Linked DNA regions of Mus musculus: region 2 is linked to region 1. The links are chromatin contacts, called in public Hi-C maps. All regions are on one chromosome and are shown on one strand. Each heading gives the region's core, a stretch centred on a gene start, on an enhancer-like site or on the middle of the called end of the contact. The rest is flanking DNA. Distances are from core to core; before and after follow the strand shown.

Region 1 (6,122 bases), core at 196-2,695:
CTACTCTATATTCCTAAACAGCAAAGTACAGTAATTTATCCTTGTGCCATACAATGACCAGAAATGCCTTTCTTGAGGTGCATATCAGATGCACACCCAAACTCTTATTCCAAGTACTCACATCTGTAGCACCAAGGGTGAGACATTTGCTGTGTACCTTTTTCAGAAATGCAGAAAACTGAAGTCTAACCTGAATCATATGTACTGAATCTGAACCTGCACAAGGTCACCAAGATTTATCCTGACGTCAAAGTCTGAGAAATGCTGGGCTATTAGCATAATTAATTCGTTAATTAATCAAGACAAATAACAAGCCTTAGCTGGTAACTCCAAGTCTGCAGAATGTCTTCATAACATTTTGCTTGGAAGACTCAGAGAATGTCATGCCAGTATCTCTCTCTACGGTATAGAGCTTGCATTCTAGGAAGCAGAGAAAATCAAATCAATATGCATATTGTAGGAGGGGGTGCAAATGTGTTATTAAAAATAAAGTGGAGTAAAGAGAAGGGGAGAGTGGGTTGCATTCAAATTCCTTGCAGACATGGTGATAAAAGAGAGCTGAGGCGAGTGAGGCAGCACAAGAGTGTTGTCTATAGTAAGTGCAAGGTCACTAAAGTGAATTTAGGGGAATGAGAGAGATTTAAACTAACCGGTGCGGTCAGAGAGGCAAGAGGGACGATCTCTTGATGAAAGACTACTTAGTGATCCGCCCTTTGACATTTCATCATTAAAATGGGCATGTGCTTTTTGTGGTGGTAGTTTGTTTTTGCTAAGAATAAAGTGCTAGCCAAGCACATTGGATTTGCGTTGTGGGAGTCTGAACAAACTGTCTTGAAAACCAGAAGTTTAAGTTCCGCGGACAAAACTGGTGGGAACTGGAGAAGGATTTTTGTAACTTCTCTAACACCTCAGGCTCCAACACGCCTCATGCTGAGGGATGAGATAAGCATGGTGTCTGGTTGTGGACTGAGGCAAAAATCTCCAACCCCAGGTTACTACATAACCAGAATGAGGAACTGAGGAAGGTAGTGTCAGGCTGAAGAAGGTAAGGTTCCGGTCAGAGTTTCAAACGTATCCACAGTCCAGGTCCTGAATACAGAGAAGAGCCCACAGTTTCAAACCTCAGGCTAGTCCACCCCTTCTCCAACTTAGTGAAACTTCTCCGCCCACGCAGCGCACTGCCTGGCTCCCCAGTCCAGACCTCGCCTATAACCATGTCCTAGTCCACTTTAGACCCGCCAAGACACGCCTCCTTGTATAGACCCCGCCTCACATCCCACCTCTACTCCCAACCTCCAATCAACTCTAAGAGATTGCGTATTGGTCCCGCCTCTCTGGCTAGACCCCCGCCCTGAGTCCGCCCCTGAAGAGCTGCCTTTTAACCCTTTGCCCCGTGAGGCTCCGCCTCCCACTTAAGCCACGCCCCTCAGTCCCAGGCTGGTCTCTCAAGCTTTGGTTTTGGCCCCACCCAGCTCCCCGGCAGGCCGCTTGCGGACTTGGCGACTAGTCTGCGGCGGACGTGACGCCAAGGCCAGGCCACGGGCAGCGCGGGTCCCCTGTCAGAGGTGTCCCTCGCGCAGGAATGGGCCCGCAGGCGGCAGCTGGCAGGATGATTCTGCTGGTGGTCCTGATGCTGTCTGCGAAGGTCGGGAGTGGAGCTTTGACGAGCACTGAGGATCCTGAGCCTCCCTCGGGTAATCTCTCCGAGCCGCTGCGGGCTGGGGCGGGAGGCCAGGCCGGAGGCGCCGGGCTGGGAAGTCCCTGCGTTCCTGCTGCGCCGCCCTGGGCAAGGCAGCCCCAAGGGGCCCCGGGGGCTCCGCGGTTTACACGCCGCTTTCGCCTCTTCTTTGCCGACACAACACAAATCTGTGGTCTGTTTTACAGTTAGTTTCCACGGCAGCGTTTGGCATTGTGTGTATGACTTACAGACTTTATTTTCAATCTGTAGTCGGAATCCTCTGAAGGAAAAGGGGTGCCAACGGATACTAAGAGATTCTGATTTGTTTGTTAGTCTGGCGTTTAAGTGTTGAGATGCAAGGGTTCTTCTCGTAGCTTAAATCCTCAGAGCCTTTGATTTCAAATGATTATATATTCCCAGGACATATATGCTGGGAATAGTTCCTCTTTATGATTAGAGCTCTAGAGACAGCAATAAAACTTTTCATGCCCTTCCAGTCCCTAATCGTAAGTATCTGAGAAGTTCCCAATCTCCAGCTGCTGGAAGGCATGGGGAGACCTCTTTAACTCTCAGGCGAGTTCCAGCTCTGAACCCCTCCTATGGTTTCCAGGAGCTTCAGTTAGGCGTGCAGATTCCAATCCTGCCTTGACCTGATTTTCACAGTAGCTAGGATGTAACCACCTAGATGTCAGATGAAGGAAATGAGGTGCATGTTCAAACTGAAGTTCCACTGAGCTATAGAGAAAAATGAAATCATAATTGCAGAACAGTGGAATCAGAAAAAGTGTTAGTTGTGTTACACAGCCAGATTAAAAAAGACAATTACCATGTTTTCTTATGATAAATCAACCCCAGAGAAGTGTGTGTAGGAAATCATGAGAGGGGAGGAAGAGATCTTGAGGAAGAAGAGTTTAAAACAAGCAAAAGCAGGGTAATAAAACTCATGGGACATTAATGTAGAAGAGAGGACTCTTGGGGGAGGCAGGTGACCAGAAACAGAGAGCCAGGAGCAACTAAGGAATGAATCAGAAGCAATAATGGTATGTATGCAATATGTATGAAAATGTCTTATTAAAATCTTGTGCTTTCATAATTTAAAATTTTAAATTAAATATAGGATGCATGTATGGAAAAAAATTAAGCAAACAAATCCTTAGACATCCCTTAGGATAGACATGGTACCAAGGGCTAGGTAGATGAATTATAGTTATGACTTACTGAATGCTGGGCACTGTCTATTTTCACATAACAGATCTATTTCTACAGTCACCTCTACTAAAAGTGCCACCGGTATCTGCATCCATGGTGAGGCACACGGGGCTGCCCAAGTGGTAGGAGCCACTTACTAGGTGGTAGAGTACAAATTCTTAACCATCCCACTGCCAGCAATTACCAGGGGGAGTCGCCTGTCCCTGTTGTCCATTGAAGTACACTGTGATCAGAGATTGAATTTACTTTCAGGCTGCTGGAAATCAAGACTGGGTACCTAACCTCATTCAGGGGACTCTGGGAAGACTTTTTCAGAGAGATGTAGCTTAGAACCAGAGGCTTAGAGAGAATGTGCTTGCAGGGATATGAAGTGGTATGTTCAACTAGTGGGAGAGTTTTAACAGACTGTGTGGCAGGAGAGAAATAGGAAACCACTGGAATTCTTGTTGTGTATTAATATCAAGGAATGGAAATGGGGCTTTAATTGGCTTAACCCAAAACAGAAGGTTATTGGTTCAGAGAATGAGATACCAGCTTGGCTTCGGGAAGTTGGAACACAAGAAAGCTACCACTGATGAGCAGTGGTTGTGCACACCTTTAATACCAGCACTTAGGAGGCAGGGGTGGTGGATCTCTGAGTTCGAGGCCAGCCTGGCCTACAGAGTGAGTCCCAGGACAGCCAGGGCTTCACAGGGAAACCCCATCTCAAACAAACAAACAAAACTGAAGAAGAAAGGAGGAGGAAGGAGGAAGAGGAAGAGGAGGAGAGAAGGAAGAGGAGGAGGAAGAGGAGGCAGCAGCTACCATGTACCATTTTTTATTTCTAGTTGTCCTGGTTATTGACAGATTCCCTATTTGGCAGGAATGGTGTGTGCTGGTAGCCTTTGGGTTTTAAAATCTTGCAACTTCTTCTGTCACAACAAAAACCCCAGAGGAAGGCTCATTTCCCTAGCTTGGTTGGGTGCCAACCAAGTGGGAAGGACATTGTTGAAAGGTGTGGTGTGGAGGAATTCTCAGAAGGAGAAGCACACTGTTCCTGAACAAAGTTCAGGGCCCAAGCCAGGAATCTAATGTGCCCAGCATGGTTGGTGTCGCTGAGTGGTGTGCAAGGTTAGAGAATGCTAGTTAGAAGTGCCAGGCATCATCATATTGAGTAGTTTAAGGGAGAGAGTCCATTAGGGAGCTCAAGTGTCAGGAGATGCCATGAGGAGTGGCTGTGTAATGGAGGAGAGGGGAAAGCTTGCAGGAATATTGAGGAGGTGGGGTCAGTTGGACTCTGACTGGGTGTGGGTGGAGAGAGGAACACAGCTGCCTGGCCCAGGGCAGAGCCTTAAACCTAGTGCCAGGTACTTCCCTCTACTTTAGATCCTCCTCTGTGTGACCTCATAGTTTGCACCCGCTATGGTAACACCTATGCCCTTCTGTGTTGTACCCCAGCACTTTATAATGCATTTCCTTAGATTTTTGTCGTGTTCCCTCTGCTGTTTTTATTTGTTTGTGTATTCTGTCTTGAAGTGGAATCTCATATGTAGCCCAAACTTGCTTCAAGCTGAGCTCCCTGGTGCAGCTCCCTGAGTGCTGGGATTATTATAGCCCCAGGCCAGAACACCAATTCCTTTTGCTTAAAGTGAAGATTAAAGTGTAAACTTCTGATTCACAGTCTCTACAGATTTTGAAAGATGACATTTTGATTCTAAAACAAACAACATCAACAAAACCTCTTAGAGATTGAAAGCACATAAAAGTTTTTAAAAACTGATATCCAAAACTTAGCAACACACGGCAACAGTGTAAATTTTTACAAACTAGATGAGCAATAAATGGCTTTGTCATAATTGTTCGAATAATGAGAATGAGATTTTGGTCAGAACAAAGTAACTGCTTGAGAGCAAGGAGTTAGTCTGTGTGCAATTTTCTTGTGAAAGGGGAATTTTACTTTAGCTGTCCCAGGGATTCATAATCAAAATGCACAGTATCCATTTTTTCCTGTCCAAGTTACAGATGTTTCTTACTGTAATTTATTATTCTGTTTTTGTACTGTATACAGTTGTGATGGAGCCTTAAAATCTAGCATTATTGCATGAGATAGATGTTTGTGAAATTATCAGAAAACAGTTATTTCCACTTGTACTTTATATGTTGAGCTTACATCCCTCATTTTATTAAACAGTTGCGATGCTGTTTAATTAAAATGAACAAAACGTTGCACACTGTCATCTTTACCTCCCTTCCCTAAAGCTTTGTTTTCTCCTTGATAAAATATGTCCCGTAACTATATGTCATTCCCAGGATGTGCTCAATGTGGGTGTCATCTGAGATGTGCTCTGTGGAGCTTGCTATGTATGAATTACTGTCACTTAACGCACATCATTACTTCAACAAATAGTTTTAAATATTAGAATATTTTAGTTATGTATGAAGATGTGCATTGGCTTTTTGAAAAATTATCTAGATCAATATAAGAAATGTAAAATTCATTCAAGAGCAAACACTCATTTTTCTACAAGTCACATGGTTTTTTTTCTTGTTTTGTCTTGTCTTAAACTGGGGCTGGCTTACAGGGTCAGAGGTTTAGCCTATTATCTTCATGGTGGGAAACATAACAATGTGCAGGCAGACATGGTGCTGGAGAAGAAGCTGAGAGTTCTACATCTTGATCCACAGGTAGCAGAAGTGAATGCCACATTAGGCCTAGCTTGAGTATCTGAAACCTCAGAACCTGTCCCCACAGTGACACACTTCCTCCATCAAGGTCACACCTATTCTAACAAGACCACTCCTCCTAATAGTGTCATTCCTTATGGGGCAAGCATGCAAACCCAAGCCTCTATGGAGACCATTCCTATTCTGACCACCACATTTCACTTCCTGAGCCCCATAATGCAGAAATGCATTCAATCCAACTTGAGAGGTCCCCACTAGTCTGTAACAGTCTCAACCCTGTGTAAAAGCTCAAAGACTTCTGATATTGTCGGCAGTCTCTTAACTGTGATCCCCTGTGAATAAGACTGAAAAAGCAGATCACATACCTCCAACATACAGTGGCACAGGAGAGGCATCCCATTCCGAATGGGAGAAAAGAGAGCATAGCGGGAAATACTGGGCCAAAGCGAGACTGAAAACCAGCAGGCTGAACTCCACACCCAGCATCTCCATGTCTGACGTCAAAGTGCTCTTCACATCTCCAATTCCTCTCAGCTTTGTTGGCTGTAACACACCTCTCTTTCTTGGGCTG
Region 2 (5,803 bases), core at 184-2,683, 220 kb after region 1:
GGAACTTGCGTACCCCCTCTCCGGTGAGCCTGGCTGCTGCTTGCACATTTCAGGAGGCTCAGTTCCAAACCTTGGTGGTGGAGGGATGGATAATTAGTTTCCTTTGTCCCTATTTGGAATGTGCTAGTAGACAGGCAGACAGACAGACAGGCACGCAGGCAGATGAGGGGGAAGGAAGAGAGGGAAGGAAGAAGAGTAAGGGAGAGAGAGTTATGTTTTTCCCCCCTGGGGATCAGGAAGGAAGCACAGATGTGAGGGGAAGAAGAGACTGCCGCCTTAACTTTTCTGAGTTACGTGGGTAACAGTAACTACCTTCTTCTCCTAAAAATCTTTATCTCCTCACTTATGAAAGAAAGAGTTTACTAAAGTCCCTTCTATCCTTCAGATTCCCTGTCTTGGAACATCCTCACAGTTTGGAGGTGACACGTGGATTGGGGGTAGGGGTGGGTATTCGAATTTGTCTGGCAAATATTTTATGTCCTCTTTGTGAATTTCCTGCAAGTTTGAACTGATCTGAGCTGCCAATTATAATGTTATTTGGTAGGAAGCTGCGATCTATTTAGACCCATCTCAGTTCCCAGTGAGAGAAAATTTGTACAACAGCAGCAGCCTGTTAAGTTCAGTTTCAAATAATCACACTGTCTTTGAGATAGATAAGAGGGTAGCTGGGTGGGCAAACAAAGAAAGCAGAGTGGACAGGCATCTTTGCTGTCTAGCTTTAGGTATAATTCACTGCGGGCACCAAGGAAATTAAGTGGCAGGTGTACATCTTTCAGCAATTATAGGATTGGACGTTGTCCCAGTTCTAAGAGCAGGTGCCTGGTGAGGTCTGTAGCCTGAGTCCACGTAGGCAGGGCTCTCTGTTTGCCATCTTTTCAAAGGGCTCAGTGGTATTTTTATTAAACTGCCCCCTTTCCACTGACACATCAGAAGCAGTATACTGGCCTTGCTAAGGGAGCAACAATGTTTAGGACTAATGACAAGAGTAGTCCCTGGTGATAGATACATTTCCCTCCCCACCCCACCCCCCAAAAAAAGATCTAGGAATTCACAGAGAGTTCCAAAAACCCCAAAGTCTATTTTCTTCTTATAAAATATTTCCTGAAAATAAATACACAGACACAACCACCGCACATACTCCAGGCCACTGTCAAAGTAGGTGGATTTTAAGATTCTTAAGAGCAATGATAAATGATGGACATTCCCACGGGGACATTTTTATCTGGTTCTCTTTTGAGGGCAGCGTTCCGTTAATTCTGTGAAGTGGTTGCCTTGTCTGGTTGTTCCCAGATCATACAGGAAACCCCCGTCAAGCAAAGCTCACGTTAGGACGAGAAGCTCAGACAGAAGCTTCCTCACGGCCCCTCAGCCCTGGCTCAACTGAGGCCTCAGCTGTCAACACTACCTTGTGACTGTCACTTTGCAGGCCACTTCCTGCAGCTGCCATCTGGCTGATTAGAAGGGCAAAAGGCCTCTGGTGACAAGCCCTCAGGACACGTCTCCAACCCTTTAGGAAACAGAAGGACAGGCAGGACTCTAATTAGAGACCTAGGGGCCACTAATAAATAGTTGGAGCAGCCTTCAAGAGAAGAACTCTCGCATCTGAGGACCAGAGCTCCTTGTGCATCATTTTCCACATCTCTGCCAGCACCTGCCCATCATCTCTAGTCTGGCCTATCCTTGTCTGCCTTTCCTTTCTTTTTCATTCTATTTAACTATGAATCTGAGTATTGAGCCCACAGCTCTGTTGTTAAGAATGTCTCCTCCTGTATCAGACCTTTGTGTTGTCTGCTTATATCTATCAGATACCAGATATGGAGCTAAATGCTGGCAATTCAAAGGCTGCAAGCAGTGACACCCCTCTTTTAAAAGTACTTACAGCCAAGATGATCCCATATCTTGTTCCATATCGATCCATTTCCCCTCAGTTTGCTTAGGGCACTGGCTAAGACTTTAGGCTCTGAGCCCAGAGCTAACGTACATTTGACCCCAGCTTCACCCTCCGCATTCTGCATTTCTTGTCTTCACTCATATACCAAGCAACTTACTCAGAACCCAGCAACTTTTAAGACGTCTTACAATGAGAAAGGGAGTAGACGCCATCAATCAGTCTGACTTCATGCACTAAGACACTATGCTATGTTTCTTCCCCAAATTTTGCCAGCCTTTCTCACTTAAAAATATAACACAGAGCTGGGCCGTAGTTCGAGAGTACAGCACATGGCTAGCATCCCTGAGTTCAGTCCCCAGCATTGGGAAAAAAAGAATGTTGAATATATATGTAAATCTTTCATGTATTTAATATGCATGTACATAATTATGTTTAATAATCTTAGTAGTATTCTATCAATACCCATTCACATAAATGTAAGAATATTTACAAATAAATACATTTCTCAACTGTTGAGTTTATAGATTTAACCAACCTCCTGGCTTAATTTTTTTTTCAGTTTCTTACTATTATAAACAACTGTTACCATTATCCTTACAAACACAGGGATATTATGACTATAATTTTTGGGGATCACCCCTTTCAAGGCAAAAACCCTCTTCCTTCTTTAATACTCTAATGCACTGCTTCTCAACCTATGGGTCTCGAACCCTTTGGAGGTCAAAGGGGTTGCATATCGGATATCCTGCACACCAGATGATTACATTACGATTCACAACAGTAGCAAAATCACAGTTCTAAGGTTGGGTCACCACAAGAGAAACTGTATTAAAGGGTCATAGTATTAGGATGGTTGAGAACCACTGGTCTAGAGGCTGATCCTAACGCGCTCCAGGAACCTCCAGTCAGCGTGAACTTCTGATTCTTCCGGACCTTTCCCAACACTCAAAATGGTTTTGTCATTTTGAGAAATGAAAGCTTTTTTAAAAGTATATACACATATTACTCTATGAACATTTCTTTATTAATTAGCTCCCATTTATAATTTGATTTCTTTTTGAAAATAGATTTTCCCTGATGTCTAATGGAGTATTAGAATTTTCCTTGTTGACTGTAATGTCTTTCCTATATACTAACATTAACCTTTTGTCTGAATTGAAATGTTTTCATTAACTTTTAATGGTGAGGAGTTTTGCCACCTTAAAATTCACATATCTGTCTACTTATAGACGAGCCATCAACTCCCAGAGAGTGAATTCATTCACTTTCTTGGCTTCTAGTCCTTCTAAAAAGTCATTTTTAAAACTAAGCGTTCCACACAACCAACACCAATGTGTTAGAAACAGCTGCCATGAGTAAAGGAAGAAATATGTTGTAAGGAAAGAATATAAAGATATTACTGTTGAAGGACCTCGACTTTCAGAATCGTAATTTTATTGTAAGTTTGAAGATAGGGAAAAGCAAACTGATGAACGATTCACAAACGTGGTGTGGACCCACGGAGCAATTGAAAGACGCTCCTGCATCCCAGCATTACAACTGAGCAAACAGAACTGAGCCACGCCATCTGGCTCTACAGCAGTCAATTTCTCTGAAAACCAAGACTCTTAACCAAACTGTTGTGGCGTACGTCGTTAATATAAGCATTCTGGGAGTAGAGAAAGATAAGAAGTTCAAGGTCGGTCCTGCCTTACAGGACGTGCTGGGACAAAAATAGACCAGAAACTGAGGGAATAACCAACTAAAAACTGCCCCAAACTGAGACCCATACCACGGGCAAGAACCATTAATGATGTTTCGTTATGCTTGCAGAAAGAAACCTAGCATAACTGTCTTCTGAGAGGCCCCCACCCAGAAGCCAATGGAATGAGATGCAGACTCTCGGGGAATCTTACAGAAGAGCTGGGAGAAGATTTAGGGACCGGAAGAGTACAGGGACTCCACAGAGTCAACTACCTGGACCCTTGGAGGCTCCCAGAGACTGAATCACCAACCAAAGAGTGAGCATAGGTCTCAACCTAAGCCCCTGCACATTCGATGTTCCCCCAAACAACTGCAGCAGGTGCTGCCTGGCTGTGGATCCCGCACTCCTAATGGACAGCCATGTCTGACCTCAGTGAAAGAGGGTGCGATTAGTCCTGCAGCGACTTGATGTGTGTGGGGTGACACCCAGAGGGGGGCTTCTCCTTCTCAGAAGAGAGAAGGGGAAGGGGAAAGAGAGAAGGGGGAAGCTTTGCATGAGAGAGTGCTGGGAGAAGAGGAAGGGTTGTAATGGGGATAAATAAATGAATTTAATAATATTTTTTAAAAAAGAAGTTCAAAGTGATCCTTTGATATAGCAGCCTTAATTTGGGCATTTTGATGACATTGTCGCTATGGTGGCATCTCACTGCTTTGGCTCTGGAAAGCTAATGTGGCCCGCCTACTGAAAAATGAAAATTCCAGGCCAGCGGGGAGTGGGGGGAGGGGCGAACATTTTCTTTTCCCACTTTTTTTCCCTCTTCTCCTCCTTCCTAGTATTTTCTCATTTCCTAGTTCATGTAGCAATGCTAGGGGCACAGGAATAACTTGCAGGGTGAGGGAAGAAGGTGGCTTGCTCCGGGGAACAGGTGAGGACGGTGGGTGGGATCAATGGGGTCAAGAGGATTGGGCGGCGATGGAGTCTCCACGCCCCCACTATACCATTCTTCATTCAAAGCACTCATATTCAAAAAAGCGCTCAGTATTGCAAGGCAGCTCTTGGCACTGGGACGGGAGCCTCTTCCTGGGCACCGGTCTCCAGGATCTGCCTTGATCTCATGACCAGGTGGCAGGCTAGACCGTCCTGGAATCCTCCCGGAACGCAGTCTGCACCCACCATGCTATAATTAACTCCTTATCGCCTCTGCCAGCTGCCGGCAGCCCACTACCCGACCCCCACTACCAGTAGCCACCGAGGTGGTAGTGATAGACAGAGACAAGATGCCCTTCCCAGTGAGGTCGGGCCGCAGCCCAGAATGCAGGCATTTAATTACCGCCCTCTAGGACTGCTTTTTGATACTATTCCTAGAACCAATTAGCCTGAACCTTTCATTTAAATGCAACTTGAAAATGCACAAACAAATGACTATGGCACTGTATTTTAACGGTTTAAACAACTCCGTTTGTTCAAGTAAAGCCGATAAATAGCTTTCCAGAAATACACAGAAGGGCACTTTGGGGCTGATGAAATGTCTAACAATGACAGCTGTGAAGCCACAAAGGAAGTACCACTTAGGTGGCATTTGCTAATGAGTTGTCTTTGGGAAGAGAAAGGGGAAAGTTGTTAGAATAATGGAAAAGGCTTCTCCCACCCACTTTATGAAATAAGAATCCCCTCCATTATCACTTTGAGGTATGAGCTGGTTGAAGCCGGATGGAAACAGGTGACTTCGCTGAATGAGAGAATGATGTTTCAGAGGCCTCTGATTAAATAGCTATCGTCTACCCAGGAATATCCCAGCATTATGTTATATCACACAATACATTATCTAGGCAGTGTGTGTGTGTGTGTGTGTGTGTGTGTGTGTGTGTGTGTGCGCGCGCTTAAAAGACACAGCAGAATTTCAGCAAAAAGCCACTGAGTGGTTTATTTCAGGGAACACAGTTAAAGGTTATGCTAAAAACTGAGAAACTAATTTTCTTTTTCTTTTCATCTTTGACATCATGTATTCAGAATTAGTTAACAACTGAGTTTCGTGAACTCCGAGTTCAAGCAAAGATTTTCAATTTTAATCTTGTTTTACTTCCATTCTCATTTAGAGATGGTTTTTAAATATTAGTTTAATTGATTTTCCAGCTGGAGCCTAACCCTAACCATGCTGATTTCGAATTACATCTCTTAACTGTGTAAATCCAAAAGCAAACATTTCCCTGAATTAACACAGACCTGTC

Evidence for each region. A called contact is a pair of places that touch in the nucleus more often than the background predicts.
Region 2: a Hi-C map of the HPC-7 cell line shows a contact between it and region 1, with 2.7 times the contacts expected there. The contact joins the enhancer-like site here to the promoter of Ifngr1 in region 1. A contact is called at or near these places in 2 of 484 Hi-C or Micro-C datasets (the HPC-7 cell line and the N1E-115 cell line) and 2 of 9 other capture datasets (adipose tissue and pancreatic islet).

Annotation. Positions count from the first base shown.
Region 1 is chr10:19,590,504-19,596,625 of GRCm38.p6, forward strand. It overlaps Ifngr1 (interferon gamma receptor 1), which reads left to right and starts at 1,446. Exons shown (of 7, transcript NM_010511.3): 1 at 1,446-1,694. The coding sequence starts at 1,583.
Region 2 is chr10:19,814,163-19,819,965 of GRCm38.p6, forward strand. No RefSeq gene overlaps it. Among named protein-coding and RNA genes, the nearest start is that of Gm25256, 34 kb to the left of the region's middle. Within about 2 kb of position 1,434, at least 43 of the 459 cell types and tissues checked have an H3K27ac peak or open chromatin away from gene starts, as enhancers often do. A contact at or near this core is called in the HPC-7 cell line and the N1E-115 cell line, where this site is marked.